Regions from separate parts of the Mus musculus genome. Here all the other regions are linked to region 1. Evidence: chromatin contacts called from public HiChIP or PLAC-seq data. All regions are on one chromosome and are shown on one strand. Each heading gives the region's core, a stretch centred on a gene start, on an enhancer-like site or on the middle of the called end of the contact. The rest is flanking DNA. Distances are from core to core; before and after follow the strand shown. Region 1 holds the start of Bmpr1b (bone morphogenetic protein receptor, type 1B). Region 2 overlaps Bmpr1b (bone morphogenetic protein receptor, type 1B). Region 3 overlaps Bmpr1b (bone morphogenetic protein receptor, type 1B).

Region 1 (3,842 bases), core at 1,330-3,829:
CACAGGCGTCACGAACTCTGAGCCTGTGTGTCAATCTCCTTGGGCCTCACCTTCTTCATCTTTAATATGATGACAAGATGCTGGGAACTTACTTATTTATAAGTCAGTAGTCTGCTGTTATTCTATGATAATCTGCTTCCCCTGACCCACTGAACCTAAGAAGTGGGGTGGGGGGGTGGAAAACCAATTGTTCTTCTTGAAGTGTTTAAGAATCCATATGATATCAGGAACTGTCGTTATTGATGAAAATTCTGAAAATCTCACCACCATAAAATAGCAAGGGAAAGCTAAGTAAGGGGCTGCACCAGAGAGGTGAGTATTAGGAGATGTGCAACAAGAATCCTGAGGGAGAAGAAAGTCAGGAAAGCTATAGCTGGCTTCTAAAATTTGAATGATAAATACTAACCAGGTGCTTAGGAAGACAGGCAAGGCGTCCTATTAATACCAAGAGATAAGCATGATTTTAAACCACCCCATGTTTTCAAATTAATAACAAAACCAACATTTGCCATCATGAGAATACTTTATCAGGTTGTCTCAGTTTTCAAAGTTTACAAGGAAAACTTTAATCCCTCTTAATAAATAATGTTTAACACCTGGAACGTTCTAGACTCTTTGGAGCAGGCCACTAGTTCCTCGAGGGGTAGTAAGAAGTTATTCTGGGACAATAATAACCTAACAGGGGTTTCAGACAACCCTGCCTGACTGCACTCTGGCAGCACCTGGTAAACAACGTGGCAAAGGTGCTGTCAATACTGATGATTCATGAACATGGCATAAATCAAGATTGCTACCTCGCCAAAACCCAACATTTTGTTTTCAATATTCACAAATCAGTGCGGCTAAAATTCATCAGCAGCCCCTCACACATGTGTAATGAGATCACATCAACTCGCCTCCTGTGACCAAAAGGAAAAGGTGGTTTTCTAAATGGTAATTCAGATTGGACAAATAACACACTGGACCCAGTCTTGTAGCCCTGGGCCATATTTTGCTCAAAACAAAGGTACACTATGCAGGAATAAAGAAAGCTGAGAATGGCAGTAATTAACTTCAAGCTAACTTTTCCATAAAAAGCCATTGCCGATATGATTTGCTTGCAGCGCGCACGTAATTTTTTTTTTTTTTGCCACACAATGATCCAAGTGTGTCACAGCTAACATATTTCACTAACATGTAATATCCTCGACAACATCCTCGTAATGAGAATGCTCCAAAGAAATTATTGATCCCTGGAATGTCTCATATTTTTTAAATTACTGACAAATCCTTTCCTATTTTCTTTGCAGTTAGACATAATTCTCCTTGATCGGCAGAATGTAAAGAGGTATAAAAGTACAAAGTTGAAATCACTTTTTCTTAAAACATAAGTGCCCCGTTGACATAGACCATTTCTCTTAACTTCCCTCAAAACAATAATTAGAGAAGTTGTGACCAAGAGCCCCAAAAATATGCATATGAAAAGCAAAGACTTAGTCTCAGTGAGGACAGCAAGAGGCTCTCACACCGAGGGCTTTTTCATATTATTTTTCAAATGTTCTTCAGCTGAACTCCATCGTGAGGACTCATGGAGCCTTTTGTTTTTCCAGAATCCAGGAGCCTTCTCTCAGGTGGTTCCGCTTCACTGCGGATATGTCTGGGACCTTCTGTTACTCAGCTGCCTTCTTCTGTTCTGTTTCACTGGCACCTTTGTGGCCCCTCACAGTAACTGACCTCACCTTGGGGGAAGGTGACTAAGAAAAGAGCAGTCCCTAATAACTCAAAGAAGCCACAAGGTCCCCATTCAGAACACAGAGCACTCAGCCTCCTTGGAGAGGCTCAGAGAAACTAGATACCTGCCGCCCTGCACAACTTCCGGAGGGTCTTTCTCCAATGTCAGAAAAACCTCACCCTGCAGAGAACCGATGGGAATAGTGTAGAGGGACAGGAGGAAAGGACAAGAGGTGGGGAAAGTCAGCTACTAAGTATGGGATCACGTTGGAAAGACTCGGAAGAGGAGAGGGCTGAGAGGATGGAGTGACTAAGGGGCAGGGGAGAGCGCGAGAGGACCGAAGAGTGTGGTTGTCCCATGAGCGCCTTGGCTCTCCCAGCGGGTCCGAGGAGCAGGCGAGGCAGGTGGCTGGTCCCGAGCTCGGTGCCCCTTGGCGTCCCCCCAAGCGCTCGTGGCCCGGGAGCGCCCCGCTGTCCGGGTGTCCCGCTCCCCGAGGAGCACGTGTCCCACCCCGATCGCCGCACAAAGCGCGGGCTACCCTGGAGACCCCCGATCCGAACTCCCAGGCCCCTTCCCAGCGCCCCTTACCCGCCGCCGCTTCCCAGGTCCCGGGTCCTCCGCGCCCTCACTACGAGCACCACGCCGGCAACTTCTGCCGCCGCCGCTGCCTCTGCCGCCGCCGCCGTAGCTCCTGTCCCTCCTCCCGCTCCGCCGCCGCTGGAATTTTTCTCACTCGCCCTCTCCAGCTCCCACTAGTGACTGCAGACTGCGAGCCAAGCACTTAGCGCAGGGATTACGCGGCCCGGCGCCTGGAGCGGTCCCAGCCACCTCCAGAGCCGTCCTCAGAGCATCCCTGGCGCTGCAGCCGGACAAACGTCCCTGGCTGGTCCAAAAGCCTTGCCACACGCCCCCTTCAGCTTCCAGAAACAAAAGCGCGAGGAGGCAGCGCGGAATGGTGCGAGCTGGGACCGACTCCAAATGGCAGAGCGCGGTGAACTTCAACTTCTCCGGGGCCAGCGACACTTTGGAGAAGTTATGGAAACGTTGGTCACACACCTCATAAAAAAGGGGAGGGGAGTGCACATCAAATTAGATCCACAGTCTCGGGTGAGGGGTTAGAAATCTTGAGGCATGGAGTGAGGCTTCCTAGGAAAATGAAATTTTTCCTTAATACAGATATTTTGAAATTGTAAACAATGAAAGGCAACGCAAAAAATTCCACTTGTGTTCGATGAAATTTTACAGTTTGGCTTGAGAAAGCATTTGACATCTTTACTCTGTGGTCTCCTGGCTAAGTCTGTAAGTGTTTCGACTCTTGGAGAAATGAATATAAAGTAAGGTGATTCGGCTTCTCCGGAGATTTGGGGAGCATAGCTAACCTCTTTCAACTCAGCCATTTTGCCAACTGTTTCCCAGGGCGGTATCTCATGAATTCCAAATATCTTTTCTTCCTAATGCCTGATGCCCAGTTTCCACCATAATTCATTTCCTCACTTTTTTTTAAATTCCAAGCATGTTGAGCAGCCCCGTTTGTCCTCGTTAGAAGTGTGACTTAAGTTTTATTTTGTGCCACTCGGAAGTGAATTTCTTATGAGTTTCTCATTATGATCTATTTCATTCCTACCATTTTATTTCATCCCCTTTCTTCTGAAATTGTTCCAGCTGAATCAGACGTTAAATAAAATATTTTCACCTGTAAATATAAGAGACCTACAGGTCCCTCTTAGGAGCAAGTGGGGTCCCTGGTGTTTATTAATGAGTTGGTAAATGGTGGGTATATTTATCCTGAAATGACAGTGTCGCCAAGGGAGTCTGCCTGCCCCATCGTGTATCCATGTTATAGTCCCTGAAGCCAGACTGTAAGACGTTGTCTAGAAGTTTTCTAAGTAGGTAAATTGCTTGTTGGTGTCTCTTTATTGGGCCCTTGCTGACCCCAGGTGTCAGGACTTAGAGCTGAAAGAACTGCAAAGGTGGAATCCAACCTGTTGCCTTCACTCTGTGAGTCAGAGATAACCCCACCCCCTCCCCTTCTGCATCGTCTTTCTCTTCTTTCCTAACTATAAGTATGTGACCAGTGAACTTGCCTTCTATCTGTCCCCCAATCAGACTTTCTGTCATTTTCGTCTCCTGA
Region 2 (3,821 bases), core at 708-3,207, 230 kb before region 1:
TCATGACTGTGACGTGCAGTGAGCAAGTGAATTAGTGCATTCTGCGGTCCATCGTGAGTGCAGGCAGACATCAGAGAGGGGGCTGACAGCTCTTGAAAATTATTCTCCTGCCTGCTGACATGAGAACCTTCACTCCCCTTGTTTAAAAGGACAGGACACAAAGTTGCACGGGCCACACTGTTCCTGTGACAAGTGATGCTATCATTTAAACAACAGGTTTTAAAATAATTCCAATTATATCTGGAGAGGGATCTCTTTGAATATAATTATTTTGGCTGAATTCATCACATATTCATATATTTAAAGCAGAAGAATATTTCTAAACTGAGATTACCTTGTTACCAATGTCAATTTCCGATTTATTTTCATCTGGAAATTCCATCTTCCTGATTTTTACATTGATGATATAATGTGTTATCTCAGACTTTGCTGGGGACTTGTGTGTGTGTGTGTGTGTGTGTGTGTGTGTGTGTGTGTCCGCATGTATGTTGGGGGAGATAAGTCTGTGTTAGTGACTCTACTATGAGAAGCAAAAATAGGTAATATCTGCCTTCAGGAAAGAGCTTGCCTTTTCCTACAGTGGGAGGGGAAGACACAGACAATGACTACCCAGAATTTAGTGGGGCCTGAGGATGGGTGTCGTCATAAGAGAGAGGCTTTATAGCAACTTGGTCCCCAGGGACTGCGAGGTTTGCAGCTTGCCTGCACTACTGCAGAAGCATGAGGCCCTGAGTTCAGATGCCCAGCCTGGCACACTAGCAGGCATCTGGAACTTCAAGCTGGGGGAAGGGAAGACAGAGATGGCTGAAATCTAAACTTCAATGACGGGCAGAAATAAAGGGAGACACCTGATGTTCATCTCTATATGCAGGAGCACGCATGCATGCATGCACACCCACACTCACACATAAAAATACCTAAATGAATGAATGCACACACAGAGAGGGGAGGGGCACACACAGGTATACACACACAGAGACACACATTCACATATATGGTAAAATTAAAAATTAAAATAAACCTAGACCTTGAAGGAATTTCCAGTGTAAGGAACCCTTGTACAGAGAAAACAAGACATCACATACAATTATGAATAGATGTTGGGAGTCATGTTTGAAAGAGATGTGAGAAATTGGGTGTGCCCAAAGATCCAGAGATTTGGGGTAGGGAGCAGCAACCAGGAGGCTGGAAAGGAAATTAGAAGCCAGGAAGGGTCTAGTCTCCTGAACAGAAGCTTTGCTTTCATCCTCTGTGTTTGGAAAAGAATGCTTCCATACTCATAGGCACACTCTCCATTTTTCTGTTGCACAAACAGAAAGCAAGTACTACATCTTTTAGCTTATAGTTTGAAGCAAACTACAAAAGATTTGGAAATAATATAAATAATTTTGTCTTCTGTACCTATAAGGATGCAACATCTTTCATTATTCTTAAAAAGGACTATAATGTCCGTGCTGCTGTAATTATTATCTGAACATCTCTACTCATGATGCTTGCAATATGATTTACGTAAGTATCAGTTCCAGTGCACAGGCCTGTTAGGATGACACAATGTTCCATCTTCCTTTTAGAAGTTCCAACATTTTTGATCCCTATCATTCCATGGAGTTTTGAACTACAGTATTTTTTAAGCTCGTACATGTGTTGCCTGCAGGACAGTGCTGATAACCCATGACACTATTCTGGGTTTTAAATAAACACTTAATTCACGTTTAAGAAGGAACTATTAATATTCTATATCATGAGAGCAAAGTGGAAAGCAAGTCAGGGAACAAAAACATTTTCCCTGCCTTTGGAGTCAGGAAAGACCACATCTTCGGCTGTTTCTCAGGCCTCCTGCCTCCCTGGCCTGTCCTAATTTGCAGCATTCCACACCACTAGACACTAACAACCCAGAGCTGCCTTCAGCTGCTCAATGAAAGACCGTCACATCATGACAAACACACAATCCCTTCCTCCTCCCAAGAGGGACACGTTATTCTGAGCACGTCTTCGCTGGGCTTTCATTGCGCTGCCAAGGTCCCCCTGAGTGGGAAGGGGTAAAAAGGGAGAGTAAAGATCCCACCACTTGTCTCAGCGGAGCAGGCAATGATTTGTGCCCTTATATGCAGGATCTGACTGTCAGTGCCGATCTGCTTTCAGGCCGCGATTACATGTGATAAGGGCTGACCTTCTTTTACGTATTCACACATTATGAACTCACGGCGAGCAGGCAGGACACAAAAGTCCTTCAGATGTTCTGGGCATCAATCAAATTCCCAGCAAGGAGCCTGGAAACTTTTCTTCCATTTACTCAGGGAGGGGAAGGAGGACAAGGCGGGCTTAATAAAGTTTAAAGCTACGCCACACTACGTTTGGGAAGACCATTGTTATTAAAAGGGCACTGTTTAAAATAATTCTCTGTAGTTACCACTGGCAACACAAAAACTTCTCACACAAATATAAACAACTAGACTTTGTTCCTTCTTCAAAAAAATCTCAAACCTTTTACTATAAACCAAGTCTTAACAGCCTTAGCAGAGGGCTCCCCCACCCAAAAAAGATATTTACTAAGGATGGATTTCAAAAAACTAAATAGGTAAATTTTCTTTTTTTGGTAAATTTTCATGTAAAACAACTATAAATAAAACTTATCTGAGACATTCACAGAGGTAACAGAGAAAACCACACGTATAGGAAACACTTTGAACATCTTAATATAAGCTGGACCAGCAGTCCCTGGTCTGAGTTGTTTTACGTTTAACATACACACTGCTTTTTAATATACAAGGACTCTAGTAGATATCATATATTCTGACACAGGCTGCAATGTTGTTCTTCTACCATTATATTTCACACACACATACAGAGAGAATGAGAGAACAAGAGAGAGAGAGAATGAGGGAGAGAGAGAACGAGAGAGAGAGAGAAAGAGAGAGAGAGAACAGGAGAGAGAGAAAACAAGAAAGAAAGAATAAGAGGGAGAGAACACATAAACATGATTTAAGGTAAATTTTGAAAAGAAAAAATGAGCCCCAGACTGTGTGATATAATGGCATAATATACAGAAACTGGAAGTGAATAATTCTATGAGCAGCAGCACAAGCAAACATATCAAAGCAAGATGCTTCAAAAAGTCATTGTTATAATGCTATATCAAATCAATGGTCACTTACCTAGAGAACATTGACTACTTCTTGAGAACCATGGTATGAATATGCATGGACTATGCATCTCTCTCCTCCCCCCATCCCCCATTCTCCTTCTCTCTCTCTCTCTCTCTCTCTCTCTCTCTCTCTCTCTCTCTCTCTCTCTCTCTGTGTGTGTGTGTGTGTCTGTGTGTCTGTGTGTCTGTGTGTCTGTGTCTCTGTGTCTCTGTCTTTGTCTACACACACATACTCAAGGGTTTAACCATCCACGTGAGATGGGCAAATCAATGGGCATTTGAAAAATGGGAAGAAAATTAAAAGCAGCTGAGACAATTAAACTACATAATACAATCAACTGAACAATTATTAAGGAAACCATACAGAAGAAACAGACTGACGTCAGAAGGTTTCCACTATGCACAATCCACACACAGGCATTTAATCTAGCCTTTCTTACTCTATGAACAGAGTATAATGGCAAATCTGCACCCTGATCATCTGCAATCAAGTGAGAGATAATATCTGAAATTATTCTGACAATCACTTAGGGGAAAACAATCATCTACCACATATGAAGGGGAAATTGAATGGAAGGAATGAATCTTGATAAGAGCATGGAGGCAAAGAACCCAGGGAAAGCAAGTTTACAACTTCCCAGTGAATGTAGTGCAAAGGAGAACATTGGTGTGGTGG
Region 3 (3,527 bases), core at 228-2,727, 250 kb before region 1:
ATTAAAATAGTAATACATAGTAGATATAAAAGCAGTATCACACTGCAGTTTTGACTTGAAAGTCTATAATAAATAACAATGCTGATCATCCCTTTGTTTCACTATGTAAATGTCTGTTTAGATAAATATAAATGTCTGTTTAGATACTTGTCAAATTTTGCACAGGATAATTCCTTATTGTTTGTTTTCTTCATTTTACTAGAATAAATGTCTATTATGCAATATGCAATATTTGAGTTTCTTTCTTTCTTTCTTTTTTTTTTTTTTTTTTTTTTTTTTTTTTTGCTAATTCTGTAGACTATATTTTCCCTTCTTGGTGATATGCTCTGAAGCACAGAAACTAATTTTAATTGATGAATTCCATTTGTTAATTCTTATTGTTGCTTGTACTTTTAAATGCCATGTCTTAGGATTCCTTCCTTGGCCTATGACTGACTATTCTACACAATTTCAATATCTGTGAATTGTTGGTCACTATTCAAACTTAGAAGAAAATTTACAACTAACAGCAGCTAGGAGTTTCTGTTTCTTCCTAAGTTGCCAAACCTTGGTAATTCCAAACTTTTCATTCCTTTGTCACATGGCTTACTGGAGCTTGGTATTTCCTATTACTTGAGCTGATAATTCTCTTATTTATCTGCTTGTCATATCTACATCCTCCTCCTGTGGATAGCATGTTCATTATTTTTGATTTTTATATCATTCAGCTTTCCATTTCTGTCTTTTTAAAGACATAGACAGCTGACAATAACTCTGCTCCATAAACCATGCAGCCCATTTTCCAAGAGTATGGTCTACCCACTTTTTTGTGGTTTTCTTCCCTGAAGTATTAAGTTTGCCATTGTAAGATTCTAAAAGTTTATGCTTTACATTTTTGAAGCTTCTTGTAAATTGAAACCATATAAATATTTTCCCTTAGCAGATATTTACAGGGTAGATAACAAAACCAACACAGGAGTCAGACAATCTTAATCTAGGTACTGCCTTATATTAACTTTCTGACCCAATGTATAACTTAACGCCTTTGAGCCTGCTTCATGATTTATACAATGAGATAATTAAGCACCAATGCTTTATCCTAAGCCATAATCAAATTATGTTAATTTTTAAAGCTATATAAGACAAAATTAGCATGTTATTCCATCTCAAAATGAAGTATTGTCAGCTTTCTTTATGCCTATCATCTAAAAATGGCAAACACTGTCATATTAAAAAAATACTGACATGTGTATCTTTAAGTTACAAAAATACCAATAGTGACAGTTTTTTTCTGTTACATTACTAATATTTAATAAACCCATAAGCATGCTTTAATGATTCATTTAAACACAAAAATAAGAAAACAATCTGCAGACTAAAAAGTAAGGCATTATAGAACTTCTAGGGCATAATTTTGCCCATGTGTCTTATAAAACAAAAACAGATGCTATGGCATCTTCAGTGGCCCTTTAAAACCCTTTCTGGAGCAGATGTAAGAATCAAAACAAGCCACAGACAAAGGGCAAGTGTTCTCATTCAGCTTTCAAAAGCAACGTGTACGCTTATGCTCATTGGATAAATAATCAGTGGCGGGGTGGAAAAGTAAGATATGAACTACAGCAACTTCACCTACTAAAGCCAGCAGATCAGCTTCCTCCAAACCCTCTGCCTCAGCTGCCCAATGCTATAAAACCCAGTGTGCAAATTTATAGGGACACTCTACAAGCGATGTCCAGCAATGGAAAGGAACAATGACTGCATAATTTTAGCATTAAGAAATGAATCTGTAGAGGTGTTAAAGCTCACTCTGCAGGAGTAAAGCCAGAGATCAGATGTCTTCTTTGCAGGCTGAGCAATTTGAGATACTTTTCAAGTTACCTCATGAGATAAGTATTTCAAGAAGAAAAGGAAAAGCTGCTCTATTCTTCCAGGTGGTGTGCAATTTCTTGTTCCCCTAAAACTTAAATGTAGTCCTAGGTTGTTGGGTTTTTTTTCCCTTATTGTAAATAAACAATCATAAAAGTGCCTTGCCATGAACACAAATGCTTTTAATAAAGTAGAATATGACAGAATAAAGGAAAAAGGCAAGACCAAAGTCCCTAGCTTTGTTTCATTCAGGCATTCAAATAAATGCTCTGAGGTGGCAATGGTTTTTTTGTTGTTGTTGTTTGGTTGGTTGGTTGGTTGGTTTTGGGGTTATTTTTGTTTTGTTTTTGCAACTTGTTGCTATATGTGCATGTAGCAAACACCTGCTTTGGATTTCTTTCTTTTAAAAAATATTTTTGATTACTTTGGAATTTTACATCATGAACCCCTATTATACTTACTTCACAGTCTTCCCAGGTCTGTCCCCCTCCCCTTGTAACCTCTTCCCAACAAGAAGAAAGAGGAAGAGGTAAAAGAGCAAGAGGAGGAGGAGGAGGAAAAGGAAGGAGGAGGAGGAGGAGGAGGACAACGAGGAGGAGGAAGAGGAGGAGGAGGTCCAACTTGTGTTACCCATATATACACCGGAGTATGCCCAATATCCAGACGCTTTAAAGAAAACTGAGTCCTTCATCATCTCTGACAGAAGCCCTCTGTTTGTGGAGAGCTGCAGTTCAGCATCTTTATTACAGTTTATGAGCATTCCCTGCTATGGTTTCTGTCTAGGCTGTTCCTCAGTTCTGTTCTGCTTCAGCCATAGTCCTTGACTAAATGTGTAAATTCTAAAAGGCTAGCAATAACATTGATATTCCAACTTCTGGTCTACCTCTAAGACCAGCAGTGAGACTTTTAAAGTCACCAAAACCACGAATACCACTTGCCTCTACCAAAGCCTAGGAAATAGAAGCAGCTTATGAAAAGTTTACAAGACTCTTTCAAGTATGCACATAGGTACCTCTAACATACCTTCCTACTAGGATTGTTTTAGGATGTGTGGCTGTTTTACACACATAATTGCCCTTTATTTTCTGTTAAATCAAACCCTTCACTCCATCATCCCACACACAAACTACTTCCGTTCTTACTTGAAAGGAAATTCCTTTCAAGGTTCACAGTACATTAGAGACAGCTGCATTGCTCAGCTTCCTGCAGAAACTTCACAAAGCTGCAGATGTGGTTCGAGCATGACCTGGATCACAGAATGAGACAATCCACGGCATTCACCGCCCCTTCTCTTCTCTCTTTGAATTTGATATATATAGTCTATGTCTGTTTGAGTACAACAAGGGCTGTAGGCATGGGTCCTGAGGGAACAGAATCTCCCCTAAATGCCCGAATGCTAATTTACAAAACAAGATAAGGTTAAAGACAGCACATTTGCAGTTAATTATATTTTAACAAAATTCACTACCTCTATTAGCTTCAAAGAGACAAATCTCACATCCACACACACGTACTCCTTGGGTGTGTTTCCATATTTCCTTGGAACTCAGAAGTGTTTGTCTGGAAAACTCAACTCTTGACTCAGAAAGAGCAAAACAATACTAAAGTAAGGTAGTAAGAATCCTGGCATAGAACTTTTCCAGTAGAAGAGAGTTATGACTTGGTTTCTTCCCAGAACAGTT

Evidence for each region. HiChIP or PLAC-seq counts read pairs in DNA pulled down with a chosen protein or histone mark.
Region 2: a contact with region 1 is called in an H3K4me3 HiChIP or PLAC-seq map of neural progenitor cells, with 34 read pairs. The contact joins the enhancer-like site here to the promoter of Bmpr1b in region 1. A contact is called at or near these places in 12 of 39 promoter capture datasets (the 3T3-L1 cell line, cranial neural crest, embryonic stem cells and 7 more), 2 of 484 Hi-C or Micro-C datasets (granulosa cells and nephron progenitors), 12 of 115 datasets of contacts at active chromatin or transcription factors (astrocytes, embryonic basal ganglia, embryonic brain and 7 more) and 3 of 9 other capture datasets (adipose tissue, embryonic stem cells and macrophages).
Region 3: an H3K4me3 HiChIP or PLAC-seq map of neural progenitor cells shows a contact between it and region 1, with 15 read pairs. The contact joins the enhancer-like site here to the promoter of Bmpr1b in region 1. A contact is called at or near these places in 7 of 39 promoter capture datasets (the 3T3-L1 cell line, cranial neural crest, embryonic stem cells and 4 more), 1 of 484 Hi-C or Micro-C datasets (cerebral cortex) and 8 of 115 datasets of contacts at active chromatin or transcription factors (craniofacial prominence, embryonic basal ganglia, embryonic forebrain and 5 more).

Annotation. Positions count from the first base shown.
Region 1 is chr3:142,166,846-142,170,687 of GRCm38.p6, forward strand. Bmpr1b (bone morphogenetic protein receptor, type 1B) reads right to left here and starts at 2,580. Exons shown (of 12, transcript NM_001277217.2): 1 at 2,300-2,580.
Region 2 is chr3:141,934,789-141,938,609 of GRCm38.p6, forward strand. All of the region lies in intron 2 of Bmpr1b (bone morphogenetic protein receptor, type 1B), which reads right to left. Among named protein-coding and RNA genes, the nearest start is that of Bmpr1b, 230 kb to the right of the region's middle. Within about 2 kb of position 1,958, at least 46 of the 459 cell types and tissues checked have an H3K27ac peak or open chromatin away from gene starts, as enhancers often do. A contact at or near this core is called in astrocytes, embryonic basal ganglia, embryonic brain and 6 more, where this site is marked.
Region 3 is chr3:141,918,359-141,921,885 of GRCm38.p6, forward strand. All of the region lies in intron 2 of Bmpr1b (bone morphogenetic protein receptor, type 1B), which reads right to left. Among named protein-coding and RNA genes, the nearest start is that of Gm15689, 240 kb to the left of the region's middle. Within about 2 kb of position 1,478, at least 7 of the 459 cell types and tissues checked have an H3K27ac peak or open chromatin away from gene starts, as enhancers often do. A contact at or near this core is called in neural progenitor cells, where this site is marked.